3 separate regions of the Sus scrofa genome follow, and all the other regions are linked to region 1. The links are chromatin contacts, called in public promoter capture Hi-C and targeted proximity ligation maps. All regions are on one chromosome and are shown on one strand. The core of a region is the stretch at or near the end of the contact, and the rest is flanking DNA. Distances in the headings are between cores, read along the strand shown. Region 1 holds the start of RPL3 (ribosomal protein L3). Region 2 overlaps LOC110260643 (a long non-coding RNA gene). Region 3 has its middle 65 kb from the start of RPL3.

Evidence for each region. Promoter capture Hi-C pulls out the DNA fragments that hold promoters and counts their contacts.
Region 2: a promoter capture Hi-C map of liver shows a contact between it and region 1, with 3 times the contacts expected there. A contact is called at or near these places in 4 of 5 promoter capture datasets (fetal liver, fetal skeletal muscle, liver and 1 more), 28 of 47 Hi-C or Micro-C datasets (adipose tissue, alveolar macrophages, blood and 17 more) and 2 of 2 datasets of targeted methods (alveolar macrophages and skeletal muscle).
Region 3: a contact with region 1 is called in a targeted proximity ligation map of skeletal muscle. A contact is called at or near these places in 1 of 5 promoter capture datasets (liver), 14 of 47 Hi-C or Micro-C datasets (adipose tissue, alveolar macrophages, brain and 9 more) and 1 of 2 datasets of targeted methods (skeletal muscle).

Annotation. Positions count from the first base shown.
Region 1 is chr5:8,920,559-8,924,595 of Sscrofa11.1, reverse strand. RPL3 (ribosomal protein L3) reads right to left here and starts at 1,899. Exons shown (of 10, transcript NM_001244063.1): 1 at 1,843-1,899; 2 at 697-889. The coding sequence starts at 1,845.
Region 2 is chr5:9,042,832-9,046,868 of Sscrofa11.1, reverse strand. All of the region lies in intron 2 of LOC110260643 (a long non-coding RNA gene), which reads left to right. Among named protein-coding and RNA genes, the nearest start is that of CBX7, 25 kb to the left of the region's middle.
Region 3 is chr5:8,986,092-8,990,128 of Sscrofa11.1, reverse strand. No RefSeq gene overlaps it. Among named protein-coding and RNA genes, the nearest start is that of RPL3, 65 kb to the right of the region's middle.

The sequences.
Region 1 (4,037 bases), core at 650-3,149:
CACACACCCAAAACACAAAAACAAAACCCCCCACCAAAAAAAACCCTACACCCTCATCAGCCATTCAGTTCTGGTCCATCATAACCATCCCAAGCAAATGCCTTACTACCTAGGTAATACCAAGAATACTAAGCATACTGGCGGCCTGAGCTTAAATCTGACAGTTCTGACTGCCTCACATCTACTGCCATTCAATAGTCACTGCTGTTTTCTGTGAATTTTTCGGCCCGGCCTGGGGCCACGTGGGAGTTAGCCATCCAGGGATCAAACCCTCACCAAAGCAGCTACCCCCCACCTGCTGCAGTTAACACCACATCCTTAACTATACAGAAACTCCTAGTGACTTTTGGCTTCGAGTTTCACAACCCAGAACACAAGTAGTGCTCACGTAAGGCTCACAGTCCAGTGCTGCCACTAAAAAACCGTGTGGTTTTTATTTGACCCTTGGCAGTGACAATATCCTAAAACAGCGTATGTATTTCTCTGCACTGTAGCTCTTACTCATCACCCTTCCCTTATGTCCCTCTGCCCAAAGCAAGCAGGGCCAGCCATCCGTACCCCGCAGCTTTGACCGGTCCTAAGGTATGTCATTTCCATCCCATTATCCAGTTTCCCCTCTCTCCAAAGCCTGCCCCGTTCCGACAGCTTGGCCCCACCTAGTCCAATCCCAACTAGGAGGACGTAGTGTGTACTTACTGGACCCAGGCCTATCGACCTCCCTCACAATGTGGGTCATGCCAGCCTTGTAGCCAAGGAAGGCGGTGAGGTGCACGGGCTTGGAAGAGTCATCCTTGGGGAAACTCTTCACCTTCCCGCGGTGCCGGCTGCTACGCTTCCGAGGCAGGAAGCCCAGGGACCCGTGCCTGGGAGCGGAGAACTTCCTGTGAGACTAGGAAAAAAAACCACCAAGTCAGCACCTTAAGTAGCTCACTTCTTCCCAGCTGCCTGGATTCTAAGAGGATTCTCAGCAAGGCTGAATCCAGACCAGCAAACCCAGAACTACATGCTGCATCAAGGTTTGTTTTGGGGACGGGATGGCGCGGATCACACACCCAAAGATCATGATTCAGCCAAACCGGAGCCTATCACTAACCTCAAACCCTCACCTTGTAACTTGCCGTGCCACCCACATTTTCCTCTAAAGAGAACCAAAGTACACCGGTACTGGCACTAAACTTCATAACTTAACCAGGAGCCGTATGTGCATGTCAGGCTCTGATTACAATAGGGTCTTCTGGTCAAATGGCTGGGTCGTGGTTCCTCCTGCTCCCAAGAGGGAGCTAAGCCGGTTAAGCAGGGACCACTAGAACTCGGCAGAGCCAAATCAGAACATGACAATCAGCACACAGTTTCTGTCCGCCCGTCAATAAGTTCATCATCTGTGGTTTCTGAGAAGTCTAGAGGCCCAAAGAGTGGCACCAACCGTCCCAGTCATTTCAGAGGCCCAGGAACCATTCCCCCAAAGTTCCCTCCCGCCTGCTTGCACCTCCCACTTTAACAGTGCCAAATCCTCCCGGAGTCCTGCCAGACAAAGTGTTCGTGATTCCAATCTTGCACGCTTAAGCTGAGACCCAGAAATAGTCCATGGCTTGAGGATTATCGGCCCAGAACCCCCAGGCCAGCTCCTGTGGCAAGGCCTCTCGCCAGCCGCTCGGCAGGCAGCAAATCAACCTCAGGCCTAGCATGTTTTCAGAAAATAGACCTGACTGCGGATTCCGCAGAGTGCCCTGGCCTCCTAAAACTGGCCCCCGGCGCCAGGCGAGCCGAGATGGCGGCGATGTGCCGCAGATTCAGCCATGCCACCCTGGCGGACAAGGAAGAATCCGCCATAACAACACATACCATCCCGCGGTCGGAAGCTGCCGATAGAGGTCGGGCTGGTCTAGGCGTGCGATATATAAATCCCAGACTGGCTCCGCCCCTTCCGGCGTGCGAGCGCGCGCCCGCGGCCGACGTCAGGTCACGGGGCTGGTACTGGGCGCCGTTTCTACGTAAGCTCGTAAGTTACGTAAGCTACGTAAGCCTTGTGTTCGTCTCGACCTTGACGTCAGCTTCTTAGGGCAGCTAGAATCTCTACGGCGAGCGGCTGGCTTCCAACTTAGGGAAAGCCTTGGGGTCGCCCGCTGAGAATTGGAATGGAACAACCCCAAGCAGTCCTGCTGCAGTCAGACTTCATGAAACGCCCTATTACGGTGAAGAACAACAGCTACGGCGCTGCTTTTCCTATAAAACGCAGTCACCTCTGGATGTTCCCTTGGGGTGCAGTGGGTTAAGGATTTGCCGTCGCCGTAGCTGTGGCACAGGACCCAGTTGCGGCGTTGGTTCGATCCCTTGCTAGGGAGCTTCCACGTGCCGCGAGTGCGGCCAAAATAGGTAAATTAAAACGCAGCAACTTCTGGAATTCAGTAACCCTGTTGGGGCTTCAGTTCCAAAGCGTTTTCAAAAAACTCCAAAAAGACAAGAAAGAAATGGAAGAGAGGGAGGAAGAAAGGAAGGGAAGGAAAACTTCAGGAAAAAAGCTTTCACCCATGGTGTCCCATATCCATCCCACACAGTGGATCGGCGTTGTTGCTATTTTGAGCCGCTTCCTGACACTAACTTGCCTTTTATTTTTTCATTTTTTTAACTCCGCTTGTAATAACGTCATTTTAATTCAGAAATTTAAATTCACACATTCATAGCAACTATTTTAAAATAACTTGCCTTTTATAATACGTCCTGATTTCTAGCCCCCGTCCCTCAAACCTTATCTCCGCCCTTCCATCAAGTATTGGGTGCGGGAGCCCCCGCTCGGTTCTGAAGGTCTGAGGCGGCGAAACCACCTCACGACCTGGGGTCCTGGGTCCAGCTGCCTGGCTTCACGAGCCTGACCCTGCCAGCCTCCCCGACCCTCTGTGTGAAGGGGGTCCTCGGTGACCTTTGCCTAGGCTCAGGGTCACCTAGGAGGCTCCTAGCTGCTCTCCCCTCTTCCAAGCTTGCCCCGCCACATCTTTCTAAGAATCAAATCTCATCTTGTTAGTTCCCGTGCCCTACCCCACCCCCACCCGTCCCTGTTTCCCTGGGATTAAACCTTAACTCCTGAGCCTGCCACCCAAGAATCTGACCTAACTAGCTACTCAAGCTTCTTGGCTGCCGGGCGCGAACACACACACACTTTTCTTGTATCACCTTCCACCTCCATCGCACCCCTTTGTGTTCTTTTACTCTGGGCCTGGCCATGGCTCACATTGTTGTGAAAAACAACAACAACAAAAACTTCCCATTGTGGCTCAGTGGGAATGAACCCAACTAACATCCATGAGGATGCAGGTTCAATCCCTGGCTTTGCTTGGTGGGTTAAAGAACCCAAATTGCTGAGGAGCTGTGCTGTGAGCTGTGGTGAAGTTCTCAGAGGCCGCTTAGCCGGCATTGTTGTGGCTGTGGCACAGGCTGGCAGCTGTAGCCCCTTATTGGAAATCTGTGGGACCAGATGTGTTTCCAAGTTCAGCATTTTTCATGTTTTAGATAATATCTTGCAATATGGTGCACAGACTGTACATTATGTAATCCTCCCTAAACCCGTTAATGAAACACGCTCATTAATTCTGTGAAGAAACATGAATATTCACATGGAGTGGGATTAAATATAAATAGCTTCACAGTTCAAGGCTAATTTAGCTGCCAAACAAGTTCAGGTTGGTTTGGTTCTTGCCACCAAATGACAAGGGGTGTGTGTGTGTGTGTGTGTGTGAGAGAGAGAGATGCCATTTACAGCAACATGGATGAACCTAGAGATTAGCATTCTAAGTGAGGTAAGTCAGAAAGAGGAAGACAAATACGTGCGAGGAATCTAAAACATGATACAAATGACCTTATTTACAAAACAGAAACAGCCTCACAGACATAGAAAACAAATTATGGTTACTAAGCAAAGGAGGTAGGGGAGGCATATATTAGGGGGGATCAGCAGATACAAACTACTACATATGAAATAGATAAATAAGGTCCTACTGAAAAAAAAAAATGAGGTCCTACTGTTTTGCATAGGGAACCATATC
Region 2 (4,037 bases), core at 794-3,293, 120 kb before region 1:
CGACACTCTGGCAGATTGCATTTTCCCAAGGTGGAACATCTCCCACCCCAGAAGTTCTTCTAGAACCTTCCACTCCTCCACTAAGAAGTGGAGTCTAATTTCTGTCCAATCCTGGGCAGGCTTGTGACGGGCTCATCACCCATGGAATGGGTGGAATTGACAGTGCACCACTTCTGAAGCTGCGTGAGAAAAGCTTCCGTCCTGTAGAACATTCATGCTGGCGTCCTGAGCTGCCATGCTGTGAGGAAGCCCAAGCTAGCCCTTGCAGAGACCACATGGAGAGGCTGGAGGGAGGGAGCTGTCCAGCCAGGGCTCAGGTACTCCAGCCGCAGCCACCATCTGACTGCCACCCTGTGAGACCCTGAACAAGCCAGCTAAACCCCTCTCAAATCCACGACCTACAGAATCCATAAGAGATAATAAGATGATTGTTGTCTTGGGCCTTTATGACTCAGAAATAGCTAATTGGAACAAACACCAACGGCGGACTAGAGATTCATGGTCTTGAATTTCAAGTGACTCAACCCTTTGGCTCAGCAATATCCATATTCATTTCTGCAGAGACGAAGCCTGTACAGTTACTACAGAGTTCCCCTGCTTGCCTCAAGGGAGGAGCAGAGGGGATGAAGGAGAAAAGTACAGGGGATTGGATCTAGGAGGTCAGGCTAAAGGGTTGGACTTGACCCTGAGGGCTACGGAGAGTACCCCAGTGAGAGCTATTTCTCTTCCGTGCACAAGCCAGACCCACTCTCGTTTTAGCAACAGGGCATACAGCCTTCATCCTCAAATGAACTGGAGTTGGGGCAGGAGAGGCCTCGGGACTCTGGGCACAGCTGGGTCCTCGGCTCCTCCCATCTGCCTGAGGCTTTGGGCATGAAGCCAGTAGAATGGGAAAGGAGGGACAGTGGCGAGCCTCAGTGCTCCCATCTGAAAAAGGGGCCTTAAACTTAAGGCCTCTAGGTGGTCTTCTGGCTCTGAGACTAAGGATGAACCAAGGATGGGTTTTGGTCCTATTTCCACACAGGCATTGCCTGGGGTGAGGACAGGTGCTCCGCCCGCCCTGGGCTCCATCCTGTGACAGGGACCTGCAGGAAGAGGACTCGAGGCCTGGCCCTCGTACATTAACAGGTCTTGTTCAGGATTTCTGGGTTCCTAGGAACAGAAAACTCAACTTAAGGTGGTTTTTAAAAACTAAAATCCGAGTTCCCGTTGTGGCTCAGCGGGTCAAGGACCCAGTGTTTTCTCTGTGAAGATGCAGGTTTGATCCCTGGTCTCCCTCAGTGGGTTGAGGATCCGGTATTGCCACAAGCCGCAGTGTAGTTTGCAGATGTGGCTCCGATAGGGTCGTGTTGTGGCTGTGGTGTAGGCTGCACCTGCAGTTCTGATTCTACCCCTCCCCAGGCACTTCCACACGCTGCAAGTGCAGCTGTAAAAAGAAAAAAAGAGCAAAGGCAACCCCTAAAATCTATGGGCTGGTAGTAACTGAAAAGCAAGTTTTGGGGTTTTTTTGTTTGTTTATTTGTTTGTTTGAAGTTTCCAGCAAAGCTTGATATAGCCATGCGAATAAGCTGCCTAGACCTGGTTTCTCTGCCTCCATCTCTGGGCTCTGTGTTCCCACTCTTTTCCTAGGCTGGGTCTCCCCTGGGGCTGGGGGCGGGGTGGTGTCTCAGTATGTCCCTCCCGTCAGGTCTGGGTCTCCCTGCTTCTCTTTACCTCCAGGAGACCTCAAGGAAAGACTGTCGTTGTGATTGGCCTGACTCGAGTCACGTGTCTATCCCTGAACCAATCCCAGCAGCCATGGGATGACTTGTCGAAATGGACCTAAACCAATCAAGGCCCACTTGGAGCTGAGGGGGTGTCAACCCCACCCGGCCAAGGGCTGGGGACTGCGGGGTCCTGTCAGGAGGGAGGAAAGGGCCTGGATGCCAAGGAGGAAGCCCCGGGTGACTGCTACTGCAGGACAACAGACAAGGGTCCCGGGCATGTCCTCAGTCCAGCAGAACCTTCTGGAGACAGTGTGCTCTGTCAGAGAGGAAGTGGTTGAGTACCGGAAAGAGGGGGGACATCTCCCATCAAGGCTATTTCCAGTACCAGCTGCCCATCTGGCCAGGCCTGGAGCCCTGGGATGGGGGCGGCCACCGTTGGCCGGAACCCAGGGCCCGCCTGGGACACTTGGGCAGCTGGAGGCTGATTAAGCTGGGAAAAGTGCAGGCTGGAGAGAGCTGTGGTGGGGAAGCCATCTGATGCTTCCCTGACACCAAAAAAGGAACAGAAAAGGTCAGCTTAGGCACAGGAAGGAGCCAAACAAGTAGCATGTGACAGAGGCAAACGGCCCCTTCCACCTGGGCTCAGCTCTGCCTGCGCTCCCTGGCCTGGCTCTGCTGATCCCGGGGAACAAGACTGCATAGGGATGACCCCATTGCTCAGATGGGGACGTGGAGGCCCAAAGAAAAGTGACTCATCCAAGGTCACCCCGTGAGGTAGGGCAGAGCCAGGGTATGAACCCGAGTGCTCTCAGGACTCCCCCCTCCTCTAGAAGCACAGACGAGCCAGGCCCCTTCCCACGCACAGCGGCCGGGGACACAGTGTCCCCCCAGTGGCCGGGGACACAGAGGAACGGGGCTTCAGGGTCCAACTGGCCAAGTTCAGATCCTACCTCCTCCACAACTCTGGCTGTGTGAACTTGGGCAAGTCAGGGTCCTCGGGTATAAAATGTAATGAATGCTTTCATGAGAGGTCCTTGGAGGAGTGATTGGCATCACATATGCAAAGCAACTGACACAGCGCGGCACATGGTGAGGGCTGCATGCCTCGTGTAACAGAAGGAAAGAGTTTGTCAGGTTTAATTACCGCACCACCGGGGAAATGCTGTGATCGCTGAACCCAGTGCTGCAAGATGCAGAGGGTGGGAGACTATCCCAAGTAAACCCTGAGAAACAGAGGCGGGGTGGGGCATTTGTCAAGAAATTAACCGGGGCTACAGATGGGGCAGGGTGCAGGGCAGGGAGGGTCCTGGCTTTCTGGGAGGCATTCAGAGTGCTGTCCCCACCGCTCATCGGAAGCCCAGACACTGCAGGATCTGTTTCCACTCTTTCCTCAGGGACCAGCCTAGGACCCTCATCCCCTGAGCCTGGGCTCAGCAGGGATGAAGAGGCTGCAGAAAGGGGGTCATTGTCCACCCAGACTGGGCCCTGATCCCACAGCTGCCAACCCATCTGGGGTACAGGGTCTTCTTGAACCAGCCCAGCCATTTGTGAGTGTGTGTTGGGGGGTGTTTATCCCCCAGTTGCCATGGGAGACCCAGATTCTACACTGGGCACTCTCTCCAGTGTCCCGACGGTGACCCCAGAGCATCCCTGACCAGCAGGCCTGGGTGGGGCCTGGGAGGACAAAGCAGCCTTTGGCTGCCGGCGGCTGGGTGGGCAGAATGCGTCAGCTTGTCCGCCAGCCAGGGAGACCTGGAAGCCAGCCCTGTCACCCCCTCTCTCTGTCACTACACATGTCTTGTTTTCGTCATGACATGGCATGACAGATGTTGCTTGTCCATGCTGCTGCTGAAGTAGCTTAGACTCTGGCCCCTGCTGTCCAGCCGCACAGCTGCTGCCCTGGTCACCTCCACCATCACCCCCCCCCTTGCCCATCTCATGGTCAGTCTGCTCTGCATCCACAGCCAGGGGAAGCTTTTAGAAACACAGTTCACCCATATCAGTCCCTGGTGCTGAATCCTTCAGTGAGTACTTGACAAAATGTGTACCTGATGAAGGTCTCTTAGCCATAATATACAAAGAACTTCTATGAATCAATAAGAAAAAGAGAGGCAACTGGTGGAAAATGGGCAAGACATTTTGAACAGCCCCATCACAAAAGAGGTTCCCCATACGGCCTATCAACACATGAAAACATTGTTAGTCAGTCATCAGGAGAGTGCAAAATTAAACCACAATGAGATGCCACTAAACACCTGCCAAAACTACTAAAATAAAAATCATAGAGGAGTTCCCAGTGTGGCTCAGCAGTAATGAACCCAACTAGGATCC
Region 3 (4,037 bases), core at 1,094-3,593, 65 kb before region 1:
TGGTGGTAGAAACTGAGCCCCAGCGCAAGATATATGGAAACTTGCAATCCCATTTTCCTTCTGTTTTGTCCCCTCTGTCCAGTCCAAGCTTGGCAGTCCAAGTCCCGTGGCAAGGAAAAGAAAGCCACGCTTGTCTCTCAAGACTGGGGGCAGTGGTGCAGGGGATTCCAACGAGGATGCCTGCTGGAGGGCAGCGTGGCCACGCTGGGCTGCCCTGGCTGACAACTGAATGAGGCCGTGTTTATGAAGCACTTAGCAAGCCCTAGACACATGTCTGCTCCTTCTCTCGCCCCCCCCCCCGGATTCACTGTCCTTTCCACAAATATTTAGATTCTCCACCACGGGGCCAGGCACCGCTCTAAGCAGGGGAGATGGCGGTGACCAAGACAAAAGCTCTCTAGTGGAGTTTATATGCCGGTGAGGAAAAACAGATCATAAATGACTAAATAAATCAGAAAAGGAAAGTAATTATGCTGGGGGTGGGGTGGGGTGAGGGAAGACTCCGAGGGGGACTTAGGAGGCCCGGGGCCAGCACCTCTTCACCACTCCTGCTGTATGGGTCTCTCTCTCACACACATACTGTTCCTAGGTCTTGCACCAGAGCCTCCAAATCCTGTTTGATCTAACCTTGCAGACACTTCTAGGGCTGGAAGATTCTAGCAAGTCGGTCTCCCACTACCTACAGCCACTAGCAAACCAGAAAGAAGCCGGCTGGTGAAGGTCTATGGGGCCCTTCACTCCTCGGCAGAAGGGTGCTAAAGCCAGAGGCATCACATGACAAAGAGACTCACCCTCCCGGAAGCCAGCTCAGCTGATGGAGAGGGGACCTCATGGGCCACAGCCAATCCTCGGCCAGGCCCCACCTCAGAGCTCCCCATCCCTCCTTCCCAGCTGCTGAGGCCTCCACCTGTGGCTCAGTCCAACCCCAAAGCCACCTCCACCAGCAAGCCCTCCTGGACCGGCTCCCATGTCGATAGATTTTCCCTCTAGGTCTCCTCCCTCAGAGCCTCCTGAGGCTTACACAGGCTCTGCCAGAAAGTGCTTCATAAACTGCAAAACACTGCACAATTGTGGGTTCCTGAGGGCCCTGTGTTCAAGGATGCTGTGATTCAAGTGAGGAGAAAGGCACCAGCTTCCGTGCCATAGCTTCCCCACCAAACACATCCCAGTGGAGTTGTGGAAAAGCAGGAGGAGCTGCCGGATGAAGCTGGAGACGGTAAGGGCAGGCCTGGGAAAGCCTTATCCAGCTGTCATCCAGCCTCTCCAGCCCAGGCTGGGATCTGCAAAGAGGACAGAACAGTGTTCCCCCCCTTCCCCCCTCCCCCAGCCTTCTGGAGTGGGATGTAGGGGTCCAGCCAGTCCCAGAGGTTCAAAGAAGAGCTTGTTTGAAGAGAAAGATGCTCTGGCCGTCGCAGCGACCCCAGTCACATCAACACCGTTTGGGGCCACATGAGGATGGTTTAAAAAAGCAATCACAGAGGGGTGATGCTTGCGGGGCGTCGAGCCGAGCTGACCTGACCAGGCAAAAGCAAGTGGGAGCTGGGGAGCCATGACCTGATGGGAGGGTGCCTGTTCCCATTCCCTCATAGCACCCAGGCAGGAAATGGGGTCGCTGCAGAGGTGACGAGATTCCAGGGCCCACGATGGGCCCACCTGTTGCGCGGGGGCGGGCACCTGGTGCAGGGGCGTAGAGGGGCCGTGCGTGCCTGTGAGCGTGCGTGGGTGTGCGCGCACGTGTGCTCAGGCTGCGTGTTCGGGGGCCGTGCGTGCGTGTGTTGCGGTGCGCGCGCGTGTGCCCCGCTTGTGCACGGGCGTGGCGGCGGCGGGCGCGCGACCCGGCCGCGGTAGTGCGTGCCCGCTTTGCGCACCCGCCCGCCCGCCGGAGCGCAGCATCGCCTCTGGCCAAGAGTGTGCATGCGTGGGGTGAGTGAGCGAGTCCGGGGGCCGGGCGGGGTGGGCTGCGGAGAGCAGCGGCGGGGGCGCCGCCGTTCCCAGGACGCCCTGGCACCGGGCCCAGCCCCCAGGCCCGGCGGCGAGGCGAGGCGGCAGCTGGGGCCGGCCGGCGCCCCCCTCCCCAACAGCTGGCCGCGGCCTGGGGGGCTGCGGAGCGGAGAGGAGGGGGGCGTCGGGAGGGGCCTGCGGGCGGCCGGCCCGAGCCCTGCGTCCTCCCTCCTGGGTGCTTGGCCGCGGGGGGTGGCCGCGGAAGGGCGGGGCCCCAGGGCGGGCGGCCGGCGGCCCTCGAGGAGCCCCGAGAACAAAAGGAGACGGCGACGACTCCTCCGTGGTCAAAACAACCTGAGCTGGCGGCGGCCCAAGGCCCGGCCGCGGCCTCGGAGCTCTTCACCTTAACCCCTTCGCCGCCGCCTCCTTCCTGTGCGGAGCAGGAGGCAGAGAGGGACCGGCCCTCCCCGAGAGCAGGCGAGGGGCCGGCTCCCGGCCGCGGCGAAGCGGAGGCGGGACGGGACCCAGGCACCCCGCGTTCCCCGCTGCCCTCTTCTCCCGGGCACCTCGCGCCTCCTGCTGCCCCGCCCCCTTTCCCACCTGGATTCCGGGTAGACTTGCCAACTCACTGCTACGTGAGGCTGGGAGGGGTGCGGGGGACTCATCCGACCTGATAGCTCCCGCAGACGTTTTGCTACCCCACCTCCCCTGCTGTTAGGCTTTTACAGGCGGGCGCTCCGCGCCCTACAAGCGGGGGAGAGAGAGGTGCGTCCTCCCGCAGGGCGCGGGCGCGGGCGCAGGTATGGCGTGGCCTCAGACACACACGGCCCCGGGGGGCTGGATTTGCTCAGAGCTCCCACTTCTCCCCGAATCCCAAGTGCCCCAAACCTCTCTCGGCACCCACCGCGCCCAAGACACAAGCTGATCCTGCACCGTACTCTGGGGCCAGGCAAGACCTGCACGAGCCCGAGGGCACCCCCGCCGCGACCGGGAGCGCGAGCCAGGGTGGGACGCAAACCTCCGCCCAAGGTTGGCGTGGCTGCCACGGGTGCTTGAGCTCGCACCTCCCGGGCAAGCCAGCTCCTGGACAGGACCTAAGCTATAACCGAAGTGGGCTGGGGTGGACGCGCTGCCTCGGCACTACCCCACCCCTCTCCCTTGGGCTGGGAGAGGGCTTATTCTCGGGTTCCTAAGGGGTGGGGGCCAGGACAACACACACCCTCCCCTGATGCTTAGAAGCTCCGAGATCTGGGGTCGCCCCTGGGAAAGCAAGCTACCACTGCACTCTCCCCTTGGAACCTGGCACCTCCCAGACCTAGCGTCTCAGCCCTCGGAGGTCACCTAGCGCCCGGCGTCAGGCCCCGGGGCTGCACGGGTCCAAAGTTCACTGCAGCGAGAGGAGGGGGCGACCGGGGAATAGGGGCGGGGGTAATGAATGAAGCCAAGCCACCCCAGCCGCCGTCGCAACTCACCTCGGCGCTGACCAGACGCAGGTAGCAGCAGAGAGACAGGAAGAGCGCCCAGCAGCGATTCATGCCGACTCCGGGCCCGGCCCCGCGGGGCCCCGGACGCGTGGACCGAGCGCGCCGCCCCCGCGGCCAGGGTGGGGGCGGGGGCTGGGGAGGGAGGTGGGCTCTGCTCGGATCTGCGGCGATCAGGCGTTCAGGCCGCTGCAGCCGCCGCCGCGGCTCACCCGCATGGCCCCCGGGCGCCGCCGCCCCCAGCCCGGGCTCCGTCGTTGGGGGTTGAGGAGAGCCTGGGAGCGGGACCAGGGTCCAAGGCCGCTACCTGGGCGGATCCCAAGCCCGAGCGAGCATCCACGGCCGGGGGGCTGCGTCGCGAACCAGCCGAGGCGTCTAGCCGTGTGGGGGCGCCCAGGGGACTCCAACCTCCAAGAGGAAAAAGAACACGGCAGTCGATGGTTCGTCTTCACTCGCTGGCTAAAGGCGTTTTCCTCTGCCCGCCGGCTTAGCTTTTTTGCAACATTTTCTGGAAAGGCCTCCGAAGTCGGAAAGCGCAGGGCTGGGCACCTCAAAGCCAAAGTCTCCCCCCAAAAACTTTTTCCAAAGTTGGCTTTGCAGCGGCGGCTCGAGTAC